Regions from separate parts of the Zea mays genome. Here region 1 is linked to region 2. The links are chromatin contacts, called in public Hi-C maps. All regions are on one chromosome and are shown on one strand. Each heading gives the region's core, a stretch centred on a gene start, on an enhancer-like site or on the middle of the called end of the contact. The rest is flanking DNA. Distances are from core to core; before and after follow the strand shown. Region 1 holds the start of LOC100193339. Region 2 holds the start of LOC100273352.

What was found. Hi-C and Micro-C count contacts between places; a contact is called where the count stands out from the background.
Region 1: a Hi-C map of ear shows a contact between it and region 2, with 2.0 times the contacts expected there. The contact joins the promoter of LOC100193339 here to the promoter of LOC100273352 in region 2. A contact is called at or near these places in 5 of 25 Hi-C or Micro-C datasets (bundle sheath, ear, leaf and 1 more).

What each region holds. Positions count from the first base shown.
Region 1 is chr4:238,317,918-238,324,677 of Zm-B73-REFERENCE-NAM-5.0, forward strand. LOC100193339 reads left to right here and starts at 2,434. Exons shown (of 7, transcript NM_001138474.2): 1 at 2,434-2,539; 2 at 2,635-2,806; 3 at 2,894-2,934; 4 at 4,169-4,332; 5 at 4,452-4,554; 6 at 4,628-4,797; 7 at 5,391-6,143. The coding sequence starts at 2,643. The coding sequence ends at 5,903. It also overlaps the pseudogene LOC103655982.
Region 2 is chr4:238,155,886-238,162,159 of Zm-B73-REFERENCE-NAM-5.0, forward strand. It overlaps LOC100273352, which reads right to left and starts at 3,704. Exons shown (of 1, transcript NM_001159432.1): 1 at 2,720-3,704. The coding sequence starts at 3,699. The coding sequence ends at 3,094.

The sequences.
Region 1 (6,760 bases), core at 1,184-3,683, 160 kb after region 2:
GATGAAGTATCAAATCCGAAACTATACAAGCTACCAAACTCTCAACTAATGTTCGATCTAACACCTTTTCTAACTGTCTCTGAAGTGTTCGATCTGACACCTTTACTAACAAAAAGTAACATAAGCAGAACTCGCTAGTCGCTACAACACCTTTGAATATATAGTAGGACGCACCTTATTTATGAGATGAGCAGAACTGCGGCGAATCGGTGAACAGAACTGCGGCAAATCGGTGAACAAAACGACGATGAATCGGTGAATCCGAGGAGTGGGGATGGGTTGGAGGCCTCGCCTCTGTCCATCATTTTAATAGTTTAAGAATAAGATGGTAAAATCATGTGCAGGACTGTGATGTGGGGCCCACTTATTTAGCGTGATTATTGTTCTTATGTTGCCACTTGTGTGCACTCTACAGTACTTATTTAGATTGTTATCTGATTCAATAGTTGGCCCGAGCCAAATTAGTTTTTTGTTTTGCCACATTTGACAGAGGAAACACATACGTTAATATGGTACCTGCTGCTAATGCAACCACAGGGATAACTTCCCAGTGTGTGTTCTATTCTTAGTTTCTCTGATCTGCTCCAAATTGCCTTTTTCCCATGTTTTATTTGGACTCGAGGTCTCTCACTGATGATGGATGTGTTCGACAATATCAGGCAGGTGTTTTTTTCCTTTTTTTCATAACATGATTCATCTGACTTATGTTTTTGTAGGTTGTTTTCTGCTCAGTGTGAAGTCTGAACATGTCATAGTGCCTGTGTACAGCGTGTGTGCTTATGTGGGTTGCCACACTTTTATAGTCCTATGATTCCTCTGACTTATTGCATGGGTTTTTATCTCCTCCCTAAAGAGTTTCATTATAAAATGAATTCGATTAGATCTAATTTTTTGGCAAGGAGCTAAAAAGAAAAAAGTGCTATCACATGGCCAAATGGGAGATGGTAGCTAGGCCAAAAGACCAAGGTGGTCTAGGCATTCTAGACAGCAGAATGATGAATGAATGTCTGCTAGTAAAATGGATATAGAAAATTTCTCAGGGGTCTGATGATACTTGGTTCAAATTTATCAAAGGGAAATACATGACCAAGGGAATTTTTTTCCTGTCATCTGATAGAGGTGCGTCTCAATTTTGGAAAGGGTTGCACAAGGTTAAACACCTGTGATGTGGGATAGCAGACTGCCAAGTATGGAGTGGCGTAGTTGACAAGCAAGGAAAAGGAAGCACATTCAGATCTAGCATAGTTGAGATTTGAGAAGCAAGGAAAAGGAAGCACGTACCCCCTTGGTGGAGGTCTGGCAGCCGCGCGTGGGTTTCTTGATGTTGTTCTTATGCGCCTTGTACGACTGGTTATGTGCCATGTGGTCCTTCGACTTAGCCATCGTGAATCCCTCATCTGTTGTTTACGAAGAAATCAAGAGATGAAGTATGTCGGGGTGCACACGCGGCTGCAGAGAAGAGGACCCGACGAAGTTGGTGAGGTTGAGGTCGCGTCGCCTCCTTCCAACCACCGGAGTCAGCACCCCGCCCTTTCCTCCGCGGCTGGGTAGGGGTCGGGGTCGCGGTTTGGTGGCCCTGGTCACTGGATCGTCTCCTCCCGCCCCTTCTCGGAGGCCCTGGTCGAGGTGCTCTACAACATGAGGGGCGATATCCAGACGGAGGACATCGACCTGCCCCTCACCCGCAGCAGCCCCGTCATGAAGGTGGCGCTCGTGGTCCTGACCGGCGAGCGCGACCTCTGCGGGAGCTTCAACAACAACGTGCTCAAGAAGGTGGAGACCCGCATGGAGGAGCTCGAGCAGCTGGGCCTCCAGTACACCGTCATCAGCGTGGGGAAGAAGGGCAACGCCTACTTCCAGCGCCGCCCCTACATCCCGCTGGAGCGGGGTCTGGAGGTGAATGACGTGCCCACCGTGAAGGACTCGCAGGCCACCTGCGACCTCGTCTACTCCCTCTTCGTCTCGGAGGAGGTGGACAAGGTGGAGCTGCTCTACTCCGCTGGTGCGCTCCGACCCCATCATCTAGACGCTGCTCCCCATGTCCCCCAAGGGTGAGATCTGTGTCAGGGCGGGTGGAAGCGAGGGACACCGAGGGGACGGGGTGGGAGGCGGGCATCACGTCAGGGGAGAGGGGGCGCGGTGTCGGGGTGGGCTACAATCACGGGCGGCGGCAGGCAGGCGCGGATCGCCGGGGCGCGACTACGAGATTAGCGGCGCGTTGTAGACAAGGATGTCGGGTGGAAGGCAGAACGCACCTGTGAACGCCTACGTTACTATCTTAAGAAGTAGTAGAGATAAGTAGTAGAGATGGTAAATGGCTCGTCGGTACGTCTAATCCACTACCGTCGCGCACGGCTCATATAAATAACGGAGCCGCCTGCGCGTTGGACTCGAACCGAACCTCGCCGCCGCCGACTCCTCTTCCGTCTCTCTCTCTCATCTAGTCCCTGTCTCCTTCCCTCTAAACCCGCACCCGCAGCAGCGCCGCTAGGGTTTGCTCAGGCCCCGAACCCCACCCTTGGATTGCTCTGATTCCGTGGTAATCAGCCCGGCCTTCTTTCAAGCCCCGACCTAGGGTTTCTGCCTGTTTGTTCAGATTTTGTTGGTTCGATCTCAGGCGGCTGTTTCCCGAAGTTTGCAGTATGGCGGGGTACCCGGAGGACAACCAGCACGAGTTGAACGGGTACGACGAGGAGGTCGACGAAGAGGAGGGACACCCCGGGAGGCGGGTAGGCCGGGATGGGGGCTCTGGGTACGCTGTTGCTGTCGGAGAGGATGGGAGGGGGGCGGGTGGCGACTCGTTGGGGTGAGCGATTTGGGCTTTAGGGTTTGTATTTGTTCTGAATTTCAAGGATATAGTTTAGCAAGAGAGCTAATACTTTTTCTTTTGCAGAAAGATTTTTGTCGGAGGCGTTGCTTGGGAGACTACTGAAGGTAAAATTTATGTGTTATTTACTGGACTGCTTGCGCCTGGAGTTTGATTTTTCTATTTCGGTTCTTTAGATGTTTTGAATGCTAAATTGAAGGTACTCCTGGAGTTTTCTTTGTCTAGAACTAGATCGGTTCTCTAGATGTTTTGAATGCTGAAATAAAAATGTGGAAACATGAACTATCGGCGAGCAGGTTGTCATAAAGGGTTGATATGGCGTCTGTTATTGCGGAAAGTAGTGTTTCTGTTAGCATGCTTCCATTAAGTGTCCCACAGGCCATTTTCCTTGTTTGTCTCTGTTCTTTTGCCACATTGGCTTAATGTTATTGGTGTGTTTTCTTCCATATTTTGTTGCCTGTGGCATTATTTGTTAATTGGTTGGTTGACTTGCTGCTATTATTGTTTCATGTTTCATGGATTCAACTACGTTTCCATGTTTTTAATCAAGTTTGTGAATTTTTATAACTAATTGGAACAGGCTACATATGAATGATATACCTGGATGACTACTCATAAAAAAATATGTGAATGATTAACAATGCACTTGATAGATACACGTTTCTTTGCATGTTCTGTGCTGCTGAGCATATATTCTGATGCTTAGTCTTTTAAACATTTTTCAATATATATGCGGGTTACAGTGAAATGGCCAATTCCTGCATCATGCTCAGATTTGCTTTTACTCATTGTACTGCATTTATAATTTGTATTGATTTGTAAATCCACTTGGTATTTGAGTAAAGGATACACCAGCAAGGAAAGCTGTTCCATCTTTTCCAACGATGATAACTTGGTTTTGTTTTGTTAATGAGTCATCGTCCCACAATGCATAGCAAATTGTAAAATCAATATTTCTGTTCTGTGTGTAGTTAAGTGCATCATGCTTAGATATGTTGCTCAGATTAACTAATGTACGATACAAGTACTGACAAGTAATGAGATAGATTGCACAAAATCATGAACTTCTTTCAAATTCATCTGTTTTCTTGCTGGTATACAAAGACCAATATGAGTTATGCACGAAAATTCATATGTTTCTGCTTAAAAGAAGGGAATTCATTTGTGAAGTAGGTTATCTTCAGACTTGCATATGTTGATTGGTTTCTCGAATGATGTTTCTAGGGATGCTCTTATGTGAAATATTTTTTCCTGTTCATCTCCAATCCTTGGTTTGCTACTTTTGTGATTCTGTTCTTTCCAAATTGACAAATTTGTATGGTTTTATCTGTTTGTATGTAGAATCATTCTCCAAGCATTTTGAGAAGTATGGGGCAATAACTGATTCTGTAATTATGAAGGACAAGCATACTAAGATGCCTCGTGGATTTGGATTTGTTACATTTTCTGATCCATCTGTTATAGACAAGGTTTTGGAGGATGATCACGTTATAGATGGCAGAACGGTAGGATATCTAATTTAGATCGACCGTAACATGGGACCTTAGCTTCCAGCTCTGCAAACCTCTGCAATTTAGTTGACAGTTAGTTTCTCTCGAACCCTCTCAACTTCTTGTTTATGCAGGTTGAAGTTAAGAGGACTGTCCCGAGGGAAGAGATGATCACCAAAGACGGCCCTAAGACAAGAAAGATCTTCATCGGTGGGCTACCGCCATCTCTTACTGAAGGTAGGTGTTTGATATCAACAAAGAAATCTTGAATGCAATTTGTTTATGATACTGAGAGGGTACAAAATTTCAGATGAATTGAAGGATCACTTTTCATCATATGGTAATGTGGTTGAACATCAGATAATGCTTGATCATAGCACTGGGCGTTCTAGAGGGTTTGGTTTTATCACATTTGAAAGTGAAGATTCTGTTGAAAGGGTCATATCAGAGGGGAGAATGCGTGATCTTGGTGGGAAGCAGGTTAGATTTTTAAATTTGTTTTGTTGTAGACTTATGTTTCACTTAAAAGCGAAGTTGAACAAAAAACTAAAAGACTTGGAAATGTTCATAATTCATGCGCTACTGGATTGAAGGGGTTTTGAAATTCTAGAATACAACTTAGGTTCTGATACGCGACCACTATTTTGGCTATAATAGGTGCTTTGAGATTGTGAATGGAACTCTAGATCTTCTATAAGGCTGTCTCCAGCAGCTTACCCATCCTATCGCCTATCACATCTTTTATTTCAAACCTCACTCTGTGAATAGTGCAGTATAAGGTGCAAAACAATGTTTTGCATGACCATATGCACGATTTGCTGGAGATAGCCTAAGAAGGCATTCTTTTTATTCGTATTGCTCACACATTGTGATGTTAACCTCCTTATTTTTGGTCATTTAATGTATGGTACTACTCATTTTCTTGAGTCAATAGAGAATTGAAATTTGATCTATGATGATTGTGGTGACTAATGAGAAGAGTGTTTGCTGTTGTTTAATTTGAAGTGGTTTTCCTGTCGTGTTGGTTACAGATGTGTTATTTCAGTTAACTTTTTTATGGTTTCTGTTTGCAGGTTGAAATAAAGAAGGCTGAACCAAAGAAACATGGATCTGACCACAGCAGTAATGGGAGATCAAACCACGGAGGTGGAGCTTACCGCAATTCTTACCGTAGTGGTGGTGGAGCTGGTAGTGGCAGCAGTGGAGGCGGCGGTGGTTATGGGTATGGTGGTGCTTATCGATCTGCTGCAGCAGGTTATGGATATGATGGTGGCGCAGGAGCAGGATATGGCTATGGTAGAGGGTATGGCTATGGAGGCAATGCTGGCTTTGGGTCTAGTTTTGGTGGTGGTTATGGTGGATCCATGTATGGAGGTGCTGCCTATGGTGCATATGGTGCCTATGGTGGTGGCGCCTATGGAGGAGGTGCCTACGGAGGCGGTGCCTATGGAGGTGGTGCTGCCTATGGTGGCGCCCCAGGTGGTTATGGCACTGGCGGATACGGCAGTTATGGCGGAGCAGGCAGTACTGGTGGTGGGAGCACAGGTGCTCGGGGTTCTAGCAGGTATCATCCATACGGAAAATAAGCGACGAGTTTAAACTATTTTTCTGGGTCTCAGGTGTTCCTCTTCTCCTAGAAGTTCAGATTTCATGGCATGTCCATCTAAACAGTGGGCATTGGAACGTAGTTGGGTCTAATTAAGTCACCGTGAGAACTGTGTAATTGCTGCAGCTGAGCCTCCCTGCCTGCCTTGTTTGCAGTACAAGCTACACATAAAACCTGTGTTGTATTCTTTAGTTTGGTATATGCAGAGTTTAGAACCCTGAGATCGAGCATTTTATGGTAGGAACAGTATTTGGTGCGGTAGAACTATATTCCGTGCTCTAACATTGCCATTGCAAGATTAACTGTTGCCACATGTGGTGATTACAACTAGGGACCCATTAGAGGATTTGGTTACATTTTATGACTTGATTTACATTCTACAAATGGAAATGAACTCAGGGATGCGACCTGGGCTATGGCGTAAATATTAGAGTGTTGAGATGTCTGCATTCATATTTGCAGTTTTGTGCATGAGAATTTGTACTCTGCTAACTTCAACGATTACTGCTTATATTCTCTTTTTATCATCAGTATATTATTCTTGCTTTTCTTTTCGAAGCAATTTTCTCTTATCCTCGTTTGTTCCTTCCTTTACTTTAGATAAATACTCGAAAATCCCCTTACAATTGCAAAAAATTGCAATTGGTACTCAAAATACTTTACGGCTTATTCGGTTATTTTTAATCTATATGGATTGGAGGGGATTGATATGGTTTAGGAGGGATTTTGACTTGCTAGGGATTAAAACCCCCTCAATCCATATAGATTGGGGTAGAACTGAACAACATACAAGAAATAGGCTAATTGCTGCAGCTTTTTGTTTAAGTACCGAACAAC
Region 2 (6,274 bases), core at 2,454-4,953:
ATATTCCTTTAACGATAATAATACAGTATAATAATATTTCCAACAGCGTTGCTTTTTCTTTTTCTTTTTTTGCGCTCTGAGATTGACACAGCACAACTCTGCCCGCAAGCTAAGGGCCTAGCAGTCTCTCTTCGTCCGATGGCATTATCATCACAATAGTGTATATAAAAAAGTCATCCGGGTTTAGTCGTCACTAGCATGATGATCCGTACTTACACTTGTATACATAGTTTCTTTAAAAAAGAAACAGTTTTTTTTTAATTAGTTCAGAAAATGTAGTAATTATGAACTCACTTTCAGCCAAAAGCGCCCTCTGCAGAGAGCACATAACTTAAAACCAAAAAGAGGAAGCATTCAGCACACTAATGGCTATCGACATGGAGACTAGATTGTCACCTATATGCCCCTCCCAAAAAAAAAAATCATACCCATTTGCATCAATTGATAAAAAGCACGCAACTTGAATAAAAAATAAAGTGAAGTCCAATAATTATATCTTAAATGTACTTACTCCGATCTTTTTTTTATTTGTCACTGGTTGGTACAAAATTGAACTACCTGGCGTCAAATAAATAAAAAATGGAGATAGTACTTCTTTCCGAGGATAACATATATATGTGTGTGAAGTCAATGGATAATCGAATGTATCACCTATAAAACGAATAAATACTGCCGTAATTCGAACTATAGAAAGCACAGCTATATATTAATTGCCGGGAAAAATAGATTTAAAGTTATAGCATTTGTGCGCCCGCAGACAGACAGGACTCCTCGTCAAGAGATGGTCACGCAAGTCAAGCTCGCAGTCGCTGATTGTACAAGCAACGCAAAACGGGTATCGAAACCCATCATTAGCAAGTGGACAGGCGGAGCTGTTTTGGAGGAAGTCATAGTCCTAGACGGCAGTGCACGAATACTTAGACAACCCCCCCCCCCCCCCCCCCCCCCCCTCTTCTTTGATTGCGAATACAGTAGTTTTTACCGTGTTGTTTGGGTATACCGTGGTATTTTAGACCAAAGTTGATTGAGAGTACATCTAGAAGCTCTGTATTTTAAATTATTGTTTCACCAATATCATAGTGTTATTGGAAGCTCTGTATTTTAAAAAACTTTGGTTTGAACTAATGTTTTTATGCTGCAGTTTTGACCTTTCTTCTTCTCTCTTATGATGCAACTGAAATATTGTACCTCTAAACAAGAATTGATTTAGACTGATGTAAATACCACGGTTGTGTCATGACATTTATGAGGTGTTTGGTTTGATGAATCACTCTATTCAAAATAAAGTGGTACATCATGAGTCCATTCCTCAAATTTGGTGGGATGACTTCATTCCACATATTAGTACTAAATAACTAGGAATGAGGTGGTGATGGATTAACTCATTCAATTCTACAAACCAAACAAAAAAGTGAGGAGTGAGAAGATAATAGACTATATCATTCTTCAAACCAAACACTCTATTAGTAAACCGTGGTTTTGGGAAAAAAAAGTGTTCTCAAACAGACCCTAAGCGTAGAGTGCAATCACGCAGTTAGTGCAAAACAATTTTTTTCCACTTATATGGAGGGATTCGGTGTGGGCTTAGATGCTAAAGAACTTGTGCCAATATATTATAGATGTACAGAAAGCCTGAAGGCCGAAAGCTCGGCCCGAAGCACGTGTTTTGGCCTGGTATGGTTTTATAAGAGCCCGAGCTGGCCCGACACGAATAAGCGGGCCGGGCTCGGACAGGAAACTAAGCCCGATAGGCTAGTCCGACACGACCCATTCATCTGTAAGCCCGTCAAGCCCATTTTTTGCACTAAATCGTGCTTACCGGCCCGACACTAAACAGGCTCGGACAGTAAAACAAGCTCGCGGGCTTGGAAGACCCGTCATAGTTTTCGAACCGTGACTAACGGCCCAGTCCAAAATGGGCCTAGCTTCACCGAGTTTGGACCGGGCCGGTGGCTCGTTTGGTCATCTCTACGATATAACCAATTACCAGCCTAGCTTTGATGCTGCGCTGGAGAGTTGACTCTGCAAAATCCACACAGAAAATGTAGTGTTCTATCCTACGGGATCCCACTACATGGAAAAATATATAGAAATAAAAAAAAACACTAGGGCTGGAGAAAACTCCACACCGCCAACTGCCAGTGCATGTTACGTGGTTGTGATTGAAGGCGAGAGTATAACTGTACAAATTAAGGCGTTGCCGTGCGTGCGTGGAGGGGAGGGGGCCGATAGAGAGGGAAATCGGCTAGAAATCTCGGCTAATTTTTTTCAAGCTTTGACGAAGTTTTAGCTCGAATCTGAAGAAGAAGAAAAAAACTGAACGAGAAGGAACCAAGATTACAGGCTAGAAATCTGCTGGCTGATGAAAATTCTGAATCCTACTGTGACACCCCCGTTCCATTTGCGGTATATATGTGCTGCCACAAATTCAGACCTTCTTCCTGACACGTATGATGCTGCGTCACTGTTTAGTATGGCAGCAAAACAAACTAGGGGTTGATTTGATGATCATGAATCCTAATCCTCTTGCTATTTAAATTTGAATAGTAAGGGTATTCCTCCCCCACATGTCTCTGATCACCAAATCAGTCTAGAGCACTAGACGATGGAGGAGCAGGTCAGGATTTGATCACTTCACCGGCTTCTGAGATACAGTTACAATAGTGAATCCGAAGCCGGCCTTTTCAAAGAGGCCATCAACAGCAGTCTTGCCTGTAGTAGTAGTAATAATTTACAGAAATCTTATTCTATACACACATATATACATACGCAGCACCTATATTTACATAGACCAGAGTCCAGATATCTGTTCTGTAAAGAGGAGTAGGACACCCACAGCATGAACTTCCTCCTTCCCTCACAAGACACGAGATCACTCACCAAGAGAAGAAGCTCCACAGCTCATGCTAGTATGCTACTACATACAACCAAATCCATCTCCTAAAGATTAAAAAAACTCCTAACTCCAAGAACAAGTAACAGGAGGTACTGGTGCGGCGGTGGGCATGCAGTGCACCAGCTCATATGGTAGACCGTACCGTAGTAGTACCACTCCGATAGGCCGGTGGGCACGGCGATGGAGCTGGCGATCGATCACCACCAGCCGTAGGCCGCGCCGGAGCACTTGCCCTTGATCCAGCTGACGCCGCGGCGCACCGACTCCCGGACCTTCCCTTCCACGCCGTACGTCTTGTACACGACCAGCCGCCGCCGCTGCACCTCGGCGTCGTCCGCCCCCGCCCGCAGCTTCCTCCTGGGCGCCGGGACCGCGCCGGCGGTGTCGTCCATCGCGGCGAAGGACGGGGCGTACCCCCTCAGGTTGACGGAGCGGCGGTTGGCGGAGGTCCAGTTGGTGACGCTGCCGGAGCGCTTCAGCTGCCCGCCGGTATCGGCCAGGGTGGGCCCGTAGGAGGCCGCGTAGGAGGCGCTGTAGGAGCGCAGGTTCAGCCCCGGGGCGGCCCGGCCACCGGCGGCGGCGGTGGGGCCGCTCTTGGTGCTCCCGGCCCGCTGCACGGGCGGCGGCGCCGGCGGCGTGCTCCACGAGCTCACGCTCCTGGCGCGCTGCACCGTGGACGGCGCCGCTGTCGTCGGTCGCTCGTAGGAGGCGCTGTAGCTCCGGAGGTTCATCGCCCCCGCCCCCGCCCCGGCGCCGTACTGGCTGCCCCTCTCCGCGCACGACAACGACCTCTCCATTGCCATCCCACTCTTTCTCTCTCTGCGACAACGGACAAGCAAGCAGCGCGAGGAGAGGAGGGGCGGGAGGCCGCCTCTTTATGATGGCCGGGTAGCCAGGTGGCCCGGGAGGCGTAGAGCAGCCCGTGAGAGGCTGGCTTTCTGAGCCGTCGGATGCAAGAACCTGCGTGCTATCGACGGTTATTAGTATCCGTCCTGCAAGCTGTCGGATAGGAGAATTGGCAGCTGAGATGGGTGGGGGACGGTGCTGCTCAATTCTTCGTCGTGGCGATTTATGTGACATTTAAAGGCTGTCGATTCGGGATTTTTGTTCGGCTTCATTGCCAGCTGCCCTAGACCCCTAGCGCATCGTCGAGCAAGAAGCTAGAATAGTAACTGCACCTTATCCTTTTGCTCCCTGCACATCCAAATTATAACAAAATTCTTATGAACCGATAAGGGCTTGATCATAATATCTACAATCTGAACCTTATGAAACGACCCGCACACCAAGTTATTGAGTGGAGACATGATCGGATGATCATATACAAAGTAATAATCGACATCCACGTGTTTAGAGAACCGATAAAATATGAGGTTGGCACAAAAATAGGTGACTGATGTTATTGTCACACCCGTATTTAAAGCGAAATCCAGATACATCTCATATGTGCGTTATAATCAAGTCCACACATATAATGACTCGGTGTATAGAGACGAATATCATAATCTTTATTACATTACAAGAATGTATTACAAAATAGCTAATGATAAATTAAATTGAACTAAGATAACTATCTCGACGACGCCATAGTTGACTAGGAGACGACGCCTAGATATTATAGGTCAATTGCTAACTTTGAGCTACATATTAGGCACTAAAAATGGATGACTTTGACTCTTTAGGACATGAAATATTATTAAGATGCATAATCAACTAAACAACTTGAGACGAGGGGTAACTAACATAAGCATGTTATTGGGTGCGACTGGTAGATCAACCAATTAGGGTTTGTTTGAGGGTGGCACCATCATATTGTTTGAGAGAGTACATGCCTCCATCATAATGCCCCTCAAGAAGACTTATCCATGTTAATGAATCCTTTTATAGAAAAAGACATAGATAAAATTCAAAATAAACATTGATATCACCTGAGAAATTGTGGACAGAGATGTGTTTGGCAATGTCGAGTGTCGGTGCTTTGGGTCCGACCGCACACCCGGGGTTGCCCCTCAAGGTGTTTTTAGGAGTAGGACGGTGTCGCCGACTGTAGCTAAATGGTTCGTGCCGGATGCACGAGGAACAATGGACAATGTTTACAGGTTTGGACCGCTTGGAGATGCGTAACACCCTACATCCTGGTGAGAATGTTTTACGTGGTGGATTACAAGGGAGCTCTCTAACACTAGAGAATAGAGAGTTGGGGTGAATGGATGAGTGGTGAGATCGATCGTTCTGAAGGGGTGCCCCCTAGGCCTTATATATTCGACCGTGAGGCAATACATGCGGATGAGATAACAAACTGCACCTAAGAGATAGTGAACTGATTGAGCCTATCTTCCTATAGTTCTGCCGACTTATCCTCGCCTGGTTCCGTTGTACGGGGCTCCGGCGCGGGAAAGTCGGGTCTTCTGTTGTGGTTGCTTGCTCAACGTTGTTGGGCCATCCGGGCTCACACCGATCCGGCCTTATGCCAATCTGCTTTACTGATCGTTCCTCCCCAGGCCCATGAAGGAGTGACCTTACGATTTATTGGGCCCTTAGGCCTTTTGTGAGGTCTTTTATCCTTCCAGTGGACCCGGGGGATATCTGTCCCCCACAAGCCCCCGATCTTTGGGTTGATTTTGAGATAATCGGCCCAAAGATCCTAGGTCCAGCTTGTGGTCTTCGTTTATGACAAGAAATGCTTTCCGGGCAGTTTGGTAAAAACGATTTCTTACTGTCTCCTTCTGCTTTGATCACTTGAAAACTGGAGCTTTGTCTCACACTCGTGCCTTGGAGATCGGTATTTCGTATTGTAGGACCCTGAACTCCATTGGGTGCACCGGAGGTGCACCCAATGGGTGTAGCCCCCGAGCTTCGAGTGGTTTTTTGAAAATAATCCACTCGAAGGTCTTCATCAGAAATCATTTTTATTTTCCGCTTGCACTCTTGTTGGAGGTCAACCTTGCCTTTAATCTTGCCATATGCTTTAGAAGTTGGCATTGTCTTGACTTGAAATGGTGATTCATGGTGGGTGTAGCTCCCGAGCTTCGAGTGGATTTTTGAAAATAATCCACTCGAAGGTCTTCATTTCGTGTTCTTTTGCTGAGGGTCATCCTTTCTTTTTCCGAATGCCTTAGAGGTCAGCATTATGTCATCGATATTATGCTTTAGAGGTCAGCATTATTTTGTCTTTGAGGCCGAGTTCGTGATCTACCCATATCTTGCTAGGTGGTGCAATTTATTTGATCTGCGACTGATTGGACATTCGATGGACGTCCCCTGGCTAGTCTTCATGTCGCTTCTGTCGGTCAGATTTTGTACTTCCCTGGCTATATTTGGCTTTCCTTTGATCCTTACTGATATCTCATTTTTGTCTTCAGGTATTCATTGCATGCC